Regions from separate parts of the Mus musculus genome. Here region 1 is linked to region 2. A link is a contact called in public promoter capture Hi-C data. All regions are on one chromosome and are shown on one strand. The core of a region is the stretch at or near the end of the contact, and the rest is flanking DNA. Distances in the headings are between cores, read along the strand shown. Region 1 holds the start of Tssc4 (tumor-suppressing subchromosomal transferable fragment 4). Region 2 holds the start of Bub3 (BUB3 mitotic checkpoint protein).

Region 1 (5,590 bases), core at 2,367-4,866, about 12 Mb after region 2:
TGAGGCTATGAGAACTTGAACATCTCAGTGCAGGACTGTATCAGGCTCTTGTCTCTCAATGGCTCTGTGTGGCTCATGCTTAATCAGGACATGGTTGGTGGATATGGCCAACCCCCTTGGCACATAGCTGTTGGTCATGTGGGCTAGGCCTGGGCTTGCTGGTCAAGGCTCTGACCTCTTCTTTCCCCTAGTTCTTCACCTGCCTTGTGATCCTGTTTGCCTGTGAGGTGGCTGCAGGCATCTGGGGCTTCGTAAACAAAGACCAGGTAAGCCTAGGTTCACCGAGTGGGAGATATGCCCTCTGCCCTCCAACAGATGTGGGTTGCTCTGAGCCCATAGTTATAGGGTGCTTTTTGAATTTCTTGGACCTGCTGCTTGGGTGGGGGCAGGGTCTTGGGAGCTCAGTGGAAGAGGTGGCATCAGGCTGAGCCCATCGGGAAGTTGAGTGCTCTTGGGCGTAGCCCCGACACTGTATGTGACTATGATTCTCCCCCAGATCGCCAAGGATGTGAAGCAGTTCTATGACCAGGCCCTTCAGCAAGCTGTGATGGATGATGATGCCAACAATGCCAAGGCTGTGGTGAAGACTTTCCATGAGACGGTATAGCTAGGCTCAAGCAGGAGGGGAGGCTGTGGGGTTCCTAGTGTGTGAGGGCATGGGTCTCCTTTCTTTCCAACACAACAGGGCCTAGGAAAGGGTCTCCTCTATGATTTGTGGGTCCTCAGGTAGGAATCTAATGGGCCTCATTTTCCCAGGGGTTTGAAGGAACAGGGCTCCTGTGCAGGGTGACAAACAGGGCAGAAGGACAACTCCCAAGTGTATTTTGGGGTGACGGTGTGCTGTGTGCCTGATCTTTCCCTTGTCTCCTGAAGCTCCAAAGCTGACAGTGTTGTTCTTGGTCCCTGCAGCTCAACTGTTGTGGCTCCAACGCACTGACCACACTGACTACCACCATACTGAGGAACAGCCTGTGTCCCTCAGGCGGCAACATACTCACCCCCTTACTGCAGGTAGCATGGAGTGGGGATGAGGTGGTGGTGGTGGTCGGTAGGGTGGTGTGGCCAATCAGGAAGATCAGCACTTTGAGCAAGACCTCAGAAGTCCCATAGACCATCTCTATTACTGGGGTACCGGGTCCTCACAGCTTGAGTTAACCCCTGCAACATCCCAGAAAACTGTTCTCTTGAGTGGTCCCTCATACCCTGGTGACCCTAGGGTGCTAGTGAGGTAAAAAAACACTCCCCTGTGACAAAAGGCTGCAGGCAGCAGGTCCGTGTGTCTTAAATTTGTTTTGGGGTGGAAGATAAGCTGTGATACATAGGTCCTGTCACTGAGTAGGGTGGTGGCTGTGACTTAGCCACTGATGGTTAACCACGCTCTTGCCATCCCTGCAGCAAGATTGTCATCAGAAAATCGATGAGCTCTTCTCTGGGAAGCTGTACCTCATTGGAATTGCAGCCATTGTGGTAGCTGTCATTATGGTAAGCACAGGGTCTCTGGTGGGTGGGTGGGATCCTTCCCAGGGCCTTAGGTGCTGACTATGCCCCTCCCTCCTGCAGATCTTTGAGATGATTCTGAGCATGGTGCTGTGCTGTGGCATCCGGAACAGCTCCGTGTACTGAGGCCCTTTGCATTGCACCAGAGGATCCCTGGAGTGACCAGAGGCCACCTTGGGGGACATGGCCTGTGTATATAATATTTCTGTATCACTCTGCTACACTTAGTCTTTTTACTTTTGAGTTTTTTGTTTTGTTTTGTTTTGTTTTTGTTTTAGTTTTTTTTTTTGTCCTGAACTTTTCCTGTTACCTTTTGGGAGCTGACATCACACATGGGTGGCATATGTGGGATGTAGGGGTGGAGCTGGCCCTGGCTTGCAGGGCCCTGTACGTCTGGGACCCCTGGAGAGTTCTGCCTGCTGAGCCAAACCTCCTCTACAGCTACTTGCCCAGAGGCTTTGTAGCCTAGCTAGAGGGCCATGCCCACCCACTCAACCCACTGTGGGTCACATTGCTCACATCTTTTTAATCTTTGTTCCTTTCCTGCCTCCATTTCAAGAGCTGGGTTTGTAAGCCCTCTTATGCCTTCAATGCACTTATTCTTTCTAACGTGTCACCTTCAACTGTAATTAAATCTTGAAACAGTCATTTAATAAAGGAGGAAAAAAATCAGGCATGCTAATGGGACTGCCAGACCTCTTCCTGTGCTAGCGGTGTCAGAGACCTGGCTCATCAGCTCTGAACTTTGCCAGGCACAGGGTGAGCAGGTCCAATAGAGGCTGTGGAACACAGTGGGTGGGGAGGGCTGGGACCCTGGGAGCACTCCATATGGGTCCTCCCTCATTTGTACCTCCTTATACTGGGAGCTCAATGCTGACTTTACGCCAGCCTTGACCTCATTTCCACTCATCTGTTGGACATGACAGGTCAGGCTGAGTCGGGTAGGAGGAGCCACCTAAGCAGGGAAATTCAGCACAGAATGATGGAGATAAGCTGCAAGAACACCCTCCTTTTCAGGGACAAGACAGTAAAGGTTAGCCCATTACCCCATCCATCTCAAGAAAAGATTCCACGGAGCTGGGTGGCTCTGGCTTGTGTCTCAATAAGTAAAAGGCAAGATGGCAGTTCACTTACCCCTGTGAACTGAGGATCAGGCTAAGCAACCTCCCGGACGCCAGGGGCAACCACCACTGTCTCTTTCCCTTTGTCTCCTGTCTGCGCCCCTCCCCCAGGCTGCTGGCATAGTTAATTGGCCACTAGAGGAGAGACGCCCTAGCCAAGATTCATGGCCCAGCTTCTAGCAGCCTCCCAGTAGGCTTATTTGTCGGTGAACCCCAAGCTTGTACTAGGACATTCTAGGTCTCCGCCACCTCTACCTCCCACGCCTATGCAACCTGTTCCGTGCTTGGTTGGTTTCTGGTCTGAGGAGCCCTTTATATCCTATGTTATGAGGTCCATGGGCACCAGGCCAAAGCTGTTGGAGGCCTGCTGCACAGCTTCAGAAACATAGGAAAGGAGAGGCGCATGCAGCAGCCCCATGGTGTCTCAGACTCTGATCCCTAAGGATACAAGAAAACAGCCCCACGCCTGGAGGAGGATTATGTGTGGCCTTGACTAGTAGGGGCGGCGTCCTGCAACTAAAGTGTCCGTTCCTGCGTCAGGAAGCACAGACAGGCAGAGCCCAGGATAGCGGCTTCGAATCTCTGAAGCCCCAACCAACCCACCCCAGGGACCACTACGTCTCTTCATGCCAAGAGCCAACCAGGACCTTGGCCCCGCCTCACTCCAGAAAGCCAACAAAGCACAAGACCCACACCACTTCCGCCCAGGGCCGGAAATGTCTAGGAAACTGGTTGGCGCTCACAGTGCGTGGTGACGCACTTCCTCCTTGTGTCGGACCCGGCCGGGACGGCTTCCGACAGGCGAAGCTGCAGGCCTCAACCCTTTGCGATTGGCAGTTAGCCCTGGAGTATTGTGGGAACCGTGGCTCCGCCTTTTCCTTTTTCGTCATTTCTGGGTGGGTTTCCGTGTGCGCTCCGGGTTGGCACGCTTGTTAAGGTTACAAGTCCCGGCTGACATTAGGCGGGAACCCATTGCCTTCTGGGAGTTGTAGTTTCTCGGGCGCTGAAGCCACGAAAATCTGATCGCCCGAGACTCGGTTTCCCAGGAACCCGAGCGAGACTGGACAGGACCGAATCCCGGGGAACTGGCGGGACGCTGCGAGAAAGGCGGCAGGGTATTGAGGCGTGTACGGACGCTGGAACGGTGAGCACTGGCCTCCCTAAGGCCGCGGCCAGGGCATTCCCGTGCCTGTTTCTGCCAGCCCTTCGTCCGGACCCGGGTGGCGCTTGTACCTAGAGAGGCTGCGCTTTACTGAGAGCCCGTGATGGGACAAGCAGCTGATGGAGATCTCCTGTCACCAGCATCTCCCAGTGCTCATCTATTGTATGTCCACACTGTTATGATCTCATGGTTGACTCTCTCCTTAACCCCACCTAACCTGCAGCTCCTGTATCTGTGCGCGCTAGGATACCCTTTAACCACCCAGCTTCGCGAGGCCTCCCGTCCGGCTGTGAGTAGAGGCACTTGACACATAGTGGAGGTGAAAGACGGGAGCCTGGGAGGACGGGGAGGGATGAGGCCTTAAATACACCCCTCACGGCGGAACTGGGACTGCTTCGCTACAGGTGGGACGGGTGTCAGGTCGTATGGCGGAGACAGAGGCTGGCCTGGAGGCTGATGAACCCACCGAGGATGACACCCTGCCTTCTGACACCGTCTCCCTCAGCGACTCGGACTCGGACCTTAGCTTACCTAGTGGTGTGGAGGTCCAAGTGTTGTCCCCAGAGAGGCTTTCGGAGGAGGGCCAGGAGGACTCCGGCCCTGAGGACCCTCCATCGCCCCCCACGGGCACCCTCACCACTGCAGTGCAGCCATTCCACCTCCGAGGCATGAGTTCTACCTTCTCCCAGCGCAGCCACAGCATCTTTGATTGTCTGGAGAGTGCAGCCCGGCAGGCACCGTGCTCTGCTCCCCAAACCAGTGTGAGTGACAATGGCAGCTTCAGGCGGCCCGTGACTCCCCCAAGTCAGACTCCAGCAAGGGGCCTGAGCAGAGTGCATGGGAACACTGGCCCGACTAGGGTACTCCCAGTCCCTGACTATGTGTCACACCCTGAGCGTTGGACCAAATACAGTCTGGAGGATGTGTCTGAAGCCAGTGAGCAGAGCAATCGTGATGCTGCCCTGGCCTTCCTGAGCTCTCGAAGCCAGGTGTCCCACACAGACTATGTGCCTTCTTTCAACCAGGACCCCTCTAGCTGTGGGGAGGGAAGAGTGGTCTTCACCAAACCAGTGAGGGACAGTGAGGCTAGGGCTGAGAGGAAGAGGGTCCTAAAGAAGGGGGTTGGGTCAGGTGCGGGGGGTGAGGCCGCTGTGGAGCTAGCCCATCTCGCTGGACCTGAGGCTGAGGAATGGAGTGGCCACCAGGGACAGCCAGAGGTGGTGGTACCTTCAGAAGCTGCCCATCCTGAGTCCTCATCAGGCCCCATAGGTGTGAAGGCTGTTGGTTTCCATGGCAGCAAGAAGCGGAGCAGAGACCACTTCCGGAACAGGGACGGTAACCCTGGGGGGCCGGGGTCTGAGAGAGGACCCTCAGTTTGACTGCAGTGCTATCACTCTACCCCTCACCTGCTAGTCCAAGTGGGAAGGTGTGGGCTGTCTGTGGTAGGGGGATGTGTGCAGCCGCTCTGGCAGAGACTGTGGGAATTGTGGGTCAGGGGACCTCGAAGGCCTTTGTGCCCCAGTGTTTAGGATGAATAATAAACGTTTGGAATATTTCTTGAATTGTGTGGCTTTTTCCGGGCCCCACTCAAAGAGTTCTGTCCAAACAGTCCTGGGCAGCCAACTACAGGACTGCATCTCTGGCAGCCTCACCTTGCCTTCCCCACTCCAGTGAGGACTGCCGTGAAGGTTTGCCATGGTCATTTACATTTGTCACTGATGAAACTACCCAGAGGGACTGGGCTCTTAGCTGTGTTCAGCCTTGTGCCCCTGATGGTAGTGAATGAGCATAATCTGCACAACCCACCCCC
Region 2 (5,921 bases), core at 1,163-3,662:
AACACAAAGAGGCCTATCAGTTCTCTTCTTACTTATTAAATATGTGTTTTCAATTGCTCATTGGATATGTGTATTTTTCTGTCACCGTAGTTTTCACTCCAGATAACCTCTCTACATTCTTTCCCTGACAGCATTCTTTGAGTGTTCCACCCAGAAACAACCACATTACTTCAGAGGACTGTCTTGTAAAAAAACATACTCCGTTCGGATGCTTTTGATCTGCCTTTCAGCAGATTACAATTCGGTGATGGATTTAACAGTATTGGGTCATCATATTTGCTTCAGGATGGCTTTCTCCATAGGTAGTGACCTCCTCCTCCTGTCACTGTCGGCATTAACGACTTGAGTTTGCCCATAATATTTTAGGGAATGCCATTTCCCGCAGTTGTCATGTGGTATATATCTGACTCTCTTTACTCACCCAGACATTAGCTGTGGCAGGCGACTCACCACTGCAACAGGTAACTGAATATCACACACACACACACACACACACACACACACACATACTTACTTTACATTTGTGTTGTAAAATGGTCAAGACTCTGCTTGTGGCCAGATTTCCTATCTCAAGTCTAGCAATTCATTTGAATAATCAGCAAAATAGTCCATCTCTTTTCAGGCTCTAAACTTGATTTACAAGATTGACGTTTCTTAAAACTCAAATAGAGTTGGGCTGCAAGTGTGCGGCCAGAGGGGCCTGAATCATACACACATGGGATAATGAAATATGCTTAGATTTTATTAGCAGGTAATTTATGCTCAGAATCTGGAAACAGTAATAGAATTAAATAAACAACTGGGAAAGAGAACCAAATAAGTCAAGAGGTAAAATTATTTGGCTAAACTTAGAATGCAAAACAACTCAATGCATTAAAAAAAATTGAACTTGGCCATTGATTTGTTGAAAGAGAAGAGAGAGAAAGAACCACATACTAGAACTATTTGGAGAGGGAAGACAACCAGAATATTTTAGCCATAATAACCATCATCAGGACAAAAGACTGGTGTGTGTGTGTGTGTGTGTGTGTGTGTGTTATTGTCAGGAATCTTAAGTGCATTTAGTTCAGAGTCTGTGCACACATAAGATCTTTCTTTCTTTCTTTCTTTCTTTCTTTACTTTTATTTTTTTAGACAGGGTTTCTCTGTGTAGCCCTGGCTGTCCTGGAACTCACTCTGTAGACCAGGCTGGCCTCGAACTCAGAAATCCACCTGCCTCTGCATCCCAAGTGCTGGCTGCGCCACCACTGCCCGGCAAGATCATTTTTCTTTTCTTTTCTTTTCTTTTTTTTTAAAAATGTACCTTGAAAGTTAAGTAGTTTAAAACTAGAGACAACTTCCTACTTCATGCAACAATTTCAAAATAAAAGGGATTGTCTCAAAAAGATGGGACAGAGAAAAAGAAGTTGTATCCAAGGATTAATTAGAAACTCAGTAACATTTTGCATGTCAGTATGCTACTATGTTGTTTGTTAAGTACTGCTTTTCTCTCACAGAACCAAAACAACCTTTTGATTCTCATATTTTTTAGAGGATTCTAGAAACAGAAAGTGCAGCAAACTGAGCCTGCAACTTCCATGATAATGCAGAGGAAGGTGGGAGAGGGAGGACAGTCACAATGCTAGGTCCTATGATGAACATTCCTAAGAGATTCTGGCTGATCGTTAAAGATTGGAAATATTTGTGTCCTGCTCTGTTCACCCTTATGGGTGTGGTACTCTTCTAAAGCAAGGAGTAGTTTGACTGAGTGTGTATTCCCAGAGCTGCTTAAGAGGCCTGACATTCAGGTGCTTGAAAACTGTGGAGAGATGAAACGATAAAAATGAGATCACTAGAACTCAAGGGAAATGAGTCTCTAGTTCACAAATTGATAACCCAGCAAAATAAAAGCAAATAGTACCTTTGACTAGAAATTATTCTTCAGTATGACTAGTCTGGATTAAGTCCAGGGGTATGTGCACGGCTAGAAAGAAAATATTAATTTATATCTATAGTAGTTATCAACCAAAATGAAATTCTGTGTCTGAGAGATAGAGGAGAAGGATGTCACAAGAGCTAGATAAAATCTCTTTTCTGCCTTCTAGTCTGTGGATGTTCAGGCAAGCAGCTCCAGGGAGACTACAACTCCCAGCATGCAGCATACAATTGTGGGCGGGCGTGAACGCCTTCATGACCTGAGCATACTTGGGAGTTGTAGTTTTCCCTCCGCAGCTCCAGAGATGTAACCTCGGCGTGGAGGTACTAAGAGACCCGGTGAACGGGGGGGGGGGGGGAAACGCGGCTTCCCTTTGAGCCGGAACAGGATGACTGCGGAAAATGAGGCAAGCAGTAAATCAGACCAATCAGCTGCCGAGATCGAGCCGTTGGCGTTCAAAATCAGCCAATGATAGGCCTGCTCCGGAGCTTCCTCTCCGCCTTCTCCGCTTTGCCTGCGAGTGCTCGGAGGGAAGCGGATCGGTAGTGGCCGGTGCAGAAACGTTGCTTAGGCGGACAGGAGGTAGAGGTTCGGGCGAGGGCGGGCGGAGCGGGATCTGTGGCCCGTGGCCGGCGCATCGATGCACAGAGGGATCCGGTCGAGGTCCATTGTGTTTTATATGGGGATCTGCGGGCAAGGAAGGAGGCCAGGCCGGGTGGAGCTCGGCGGAAGCGGGATGGCGGCCGGCCTGGATCAAGGGGGACTCGCGCAGGCGCAGGCCGTGGCCGGCCTCTGTTGCTCCGGTTAGGAACTCAGACTTAGCGTTTTGTTCTACAGATGACCGGTTCGAACGAATTCAAGCTGAACCAGCCACCCGAGGATGGCATCTCCTCGGTTAAGTTCAGCCCCAACACATCCCAGTTCCTCCTGGTCTCCTCCTGGGATACGTCTGTGCGCCTCTACGATGTGCCCGCCAATTCCATGAGGCTCAAGTACCAGCACACTGGTGCTGTCCTGGACTGCGCCTTCTACGTAGGTGGATTCAGTTTCTGCTCCTGTCCCCTTAATACTGAGATGTCCTAGGCCTTGCCAGTAGCATCTCATACACGGTTCGAGAATTCTGATAGTTCATAACTACTCGGGAATTCTTCCCTTTAGCCTGGCATCAAGCCTACTACAATGGTTTGTGTTCTTATTTCTTCTCTCGTGGCAATTTCAATCTCCATTTGTAAATTCAGACTTGAGTAAACTTTCTGGACATAGATAATTGAAGTTAGCAGCAAGACTGATTTTTAGCTATCCTTTGAAAAGTAATGAATGTTGTCTAATTTAGCCTTAACTCCTGGTGTCCACCTTGTATTTGCTTCCTTGTGGAGATCACTAACTTGCATTTTTGTTTGCTTCTTAGTTTCTGTCACACTGGACATAACACTTGGCTGTAGAAATAGCAATGTTGAAAATGCTTGCTAAAGCTTTGTAACTTTGAATTGGCTCCAAATGTAAGAGTGGGGTGGGAGGATGTGGTGGCCACAACTTTAATCCCAGAGGCAGAGGCAGGAAGAGCTCTTGAGTTTTGAGGCCAACCAGGGCTACATAGTGTCTTCCAAAAAAAAAAAAAAAAAAGTAAGAAAGAAAAAAAATCAAACCCAAATTTTGCTTTGTAGGATCCAACGCATGCCTGGAGTGGTGGATTAGATCATCAACTGAAAATGCACGATTTGAACACTGATCAAGGTATTAATATAGCTACATTTTACCAGTTTTTCTTTACTAGTGTATTTGTGTAGAAATGCTTATTTAAGAAGAGTAGGTGTTTTCAGTACTTATGTGAAGGCGGAACACGGCTTTGATAATAGACTTTTAAAATTGGATTAAGTTACCACAAATGGAACCTGAATTTTGCAGTAAAGCCCCTTCTGAGCACTGTCTTTTTTTTTTTTTTTTTTAAGATTTATTTATTTAATTTATAAGAGTACACTATAGCTATCTTCAGACACATAACAAGAGAGCATTGGATCTCATTACAGATAGATGGTTGTGAGCCACCATGTGGTTGCTGGGAATTGAACTCAGGACCTCTGGAAGAGCAAACAGCCAGTGCTCTTAACTGCTGAGCCATCTCTCCAGCCCCTGAGCACTGTCTTAAGTGTCTAGTGGAAGCATCATTTAAGCATTTGACTGTCACTATTAGAAGTCTTAAGCAGCGGACTGGACTCAGGGTCCGGTTTGTCAGGATTTCTTTGGACAGTTTGATATTTTAGGTTGGTCTTTTCACAGGCTAAAAAAAAAAGTACATTTTAAAAATGGAGCACGGTAGCCCCGTCATATTTATCTTAGTGATGCCTTTGCGTTCTTAGCAGGAGAATGTATTTCAGTTGGCTGTGTAAAAACATTTCTTAAGAGGTTTATGATTTCACTGTGGCAGGATTTGGAATGGAACCCAAGACGTGCAAAGCGCTCTGAGCTTTGTTTGCCTGCCCTGTATTGGATGTAGGTATACTGGAAAGCGATGGTGGGGGTGTAGACATGTGGCTACCTAGAGGCCAGCTTGAGCAATCCGAGTGGACTGAGAAGCACATCTGAGCCAGGTGTGATGCTGCTCCTGGAATCCCAGCACTTGGGAAGGGGAGGCGGGCGGATAAGAAATTCAAGGCCAGCCTCGGCTATATAGATAGTTTGAGGCCAGCCTAGACTACTAAGACTCTGTTTCCAGGAGAAAAGGAATGATTTTTCATTGGAAGAGGCCTCTGTCCAAAAGTGACTTTGTGTGTTTAATATGCACATGCGAGGAGAGCACTCTGCCTGAGCTACATTCCTGATCCTGGTCCTGGTCCTCTTCCTTTTTTTTTGTCTGTCACATGGGCTTTGGCACACAGTAGATATTTAGTAGATGTTTACTGAATGAACAAATGAGATACTGTGAAAGTTGAAATTGACAGGAAGGAAATTATGTAGCAGAAATTGGACCCTACCATGAGAAGCAAGTGAGTTAATTGAAAGACTCCCCTCAGCCTTCAAATCCTGTAACCATTTCATACTAGCTTTGACTTAATGGGAAGACAAGTGCGGTCAGGGTGCAGGAAGCCAGAGATCTCCACTCTTAGCTCACTCGCCAAGTATTTCTGGAGCACCTACAGTGTACCAAGCATGCACTAGATACAACCAAAGGTACAGTGTTAATCAGTTTTCTTACAAAATCTAGGATCAAGTTAGCCATCCACCATCCTCACACAGTTCACTGTGCTGGTTTCCTGCTAGTGAATGACCAAACCTGGGCAGTGTGAGGTCACTTAGAGAGGACTGGCTAACGTTGTAGTCGTGGAGCGATTGCTCTGCATGCAGACATCTCTGTGGAGTGACCGAGATGAATTCATTTCAGCTGACAGCCCCATGGGTTCACTTGAGGTATCCTATGAGAGAGTAAAGCTAGCTGTGTTGTTTTTATCTTTTCTTTGCAATAGAAAATCTTGTTGGAACTCACGATGCCCCTATCAGATGTGTTGAATACTGTCCAGAAGTGAACGTGATGGTAACTGGAAGTTGGGATCAGACAGTTAAACTGTGGGACCCCAGAACTCCGTGTAATGCTGGGACTTTCTCCCAGCCGGAAAAGGTAGGGTTTTATCTGCACCAGGGGTGTGGTGGTTGGAGAGTGTGCTGTTGTTAAGAATTGGCAATGTGTTTGAGAAACCTAACTGTATAGAAATGCTTTAATGCGAAGGGAGTTAACTTTTACATTTTGGTCATCTTTTTCTGTCAGTTATTAAACTTGGGCCGGAGAGCAAGAGCTCGAATTCCTCTTCAGTCCATTGTTAGTGCTTCGGCTCTGAGAGGTAACTCACTACCTTTTCATAGAAGCCATTAACAGAGGCTTACTGTCTTAAGTTTGGTCTGACACCCCAAACCAGAAGATGGGGTGGAACATGACTCATTTTCAGATGTGACTTGAGGCTCCATTTGAATTGACAGTTGAGAATGAAAAGGGAATCATTTCAGCTTTAGAGAG

Evidence for each region. Promoter capture Hi-C pulls out the DNA fragments that hold promoters and counts their contacts.
Region 1: a promoter capture Hi-C map of pre-B cells shows a contact between it and region 2, with 4 times the contacts expected there. The contact joins the promoter of Tssc4 here to the promoter of Bub3 in region 2.

Annotation. Positions count from the first base shown.
Region 1 is chr7:143,065,752-143,071,341 of GRCm38.p6, forward strand. It overlaps Tssc4 (tumor-suppressing subchromosomal transferable fragment 4), which reads left to right and starts at 3,617. Exons shown (of 3, transcript NM_020285.2): 1 at 3,617-3,762; 2 at 4,004-4,099; 3 at 4,185-5,336. The coding sequence starts at 4,206. The coding sequence ends at 5,159. It overlaps Cd81 (CD81 antigen), which reads left to right. Exons shown (of 8, transcript NM_133655.2): 4 at 192-266; 5 at 497-601; 6 at 910-1,011; 7 at 1,396-1,482; 8 at 1,561-2,179. The coding sequence ends at 1,623.
Region 2 is chr7:131,557,958-131,563,878 of GRCm38.p6, forward strand. It overlaps Bub3 (BUB3 mitotic checkpoint protein), which reads left to right and starts at 2,413. Exons shown (of 8, transcript NM_009774.4): 1 at 2,413-2,497; 2 at 2,753-2,947; 3 at 3,580-3,649; 4 at 5,377-5,528. The coding sequence starts at 2,753. It overlaps Hmx2 (H6 homeobox 2), which reads left to right. Exons shown (of 2, transcript NM_145998.4): 2 at 1-57.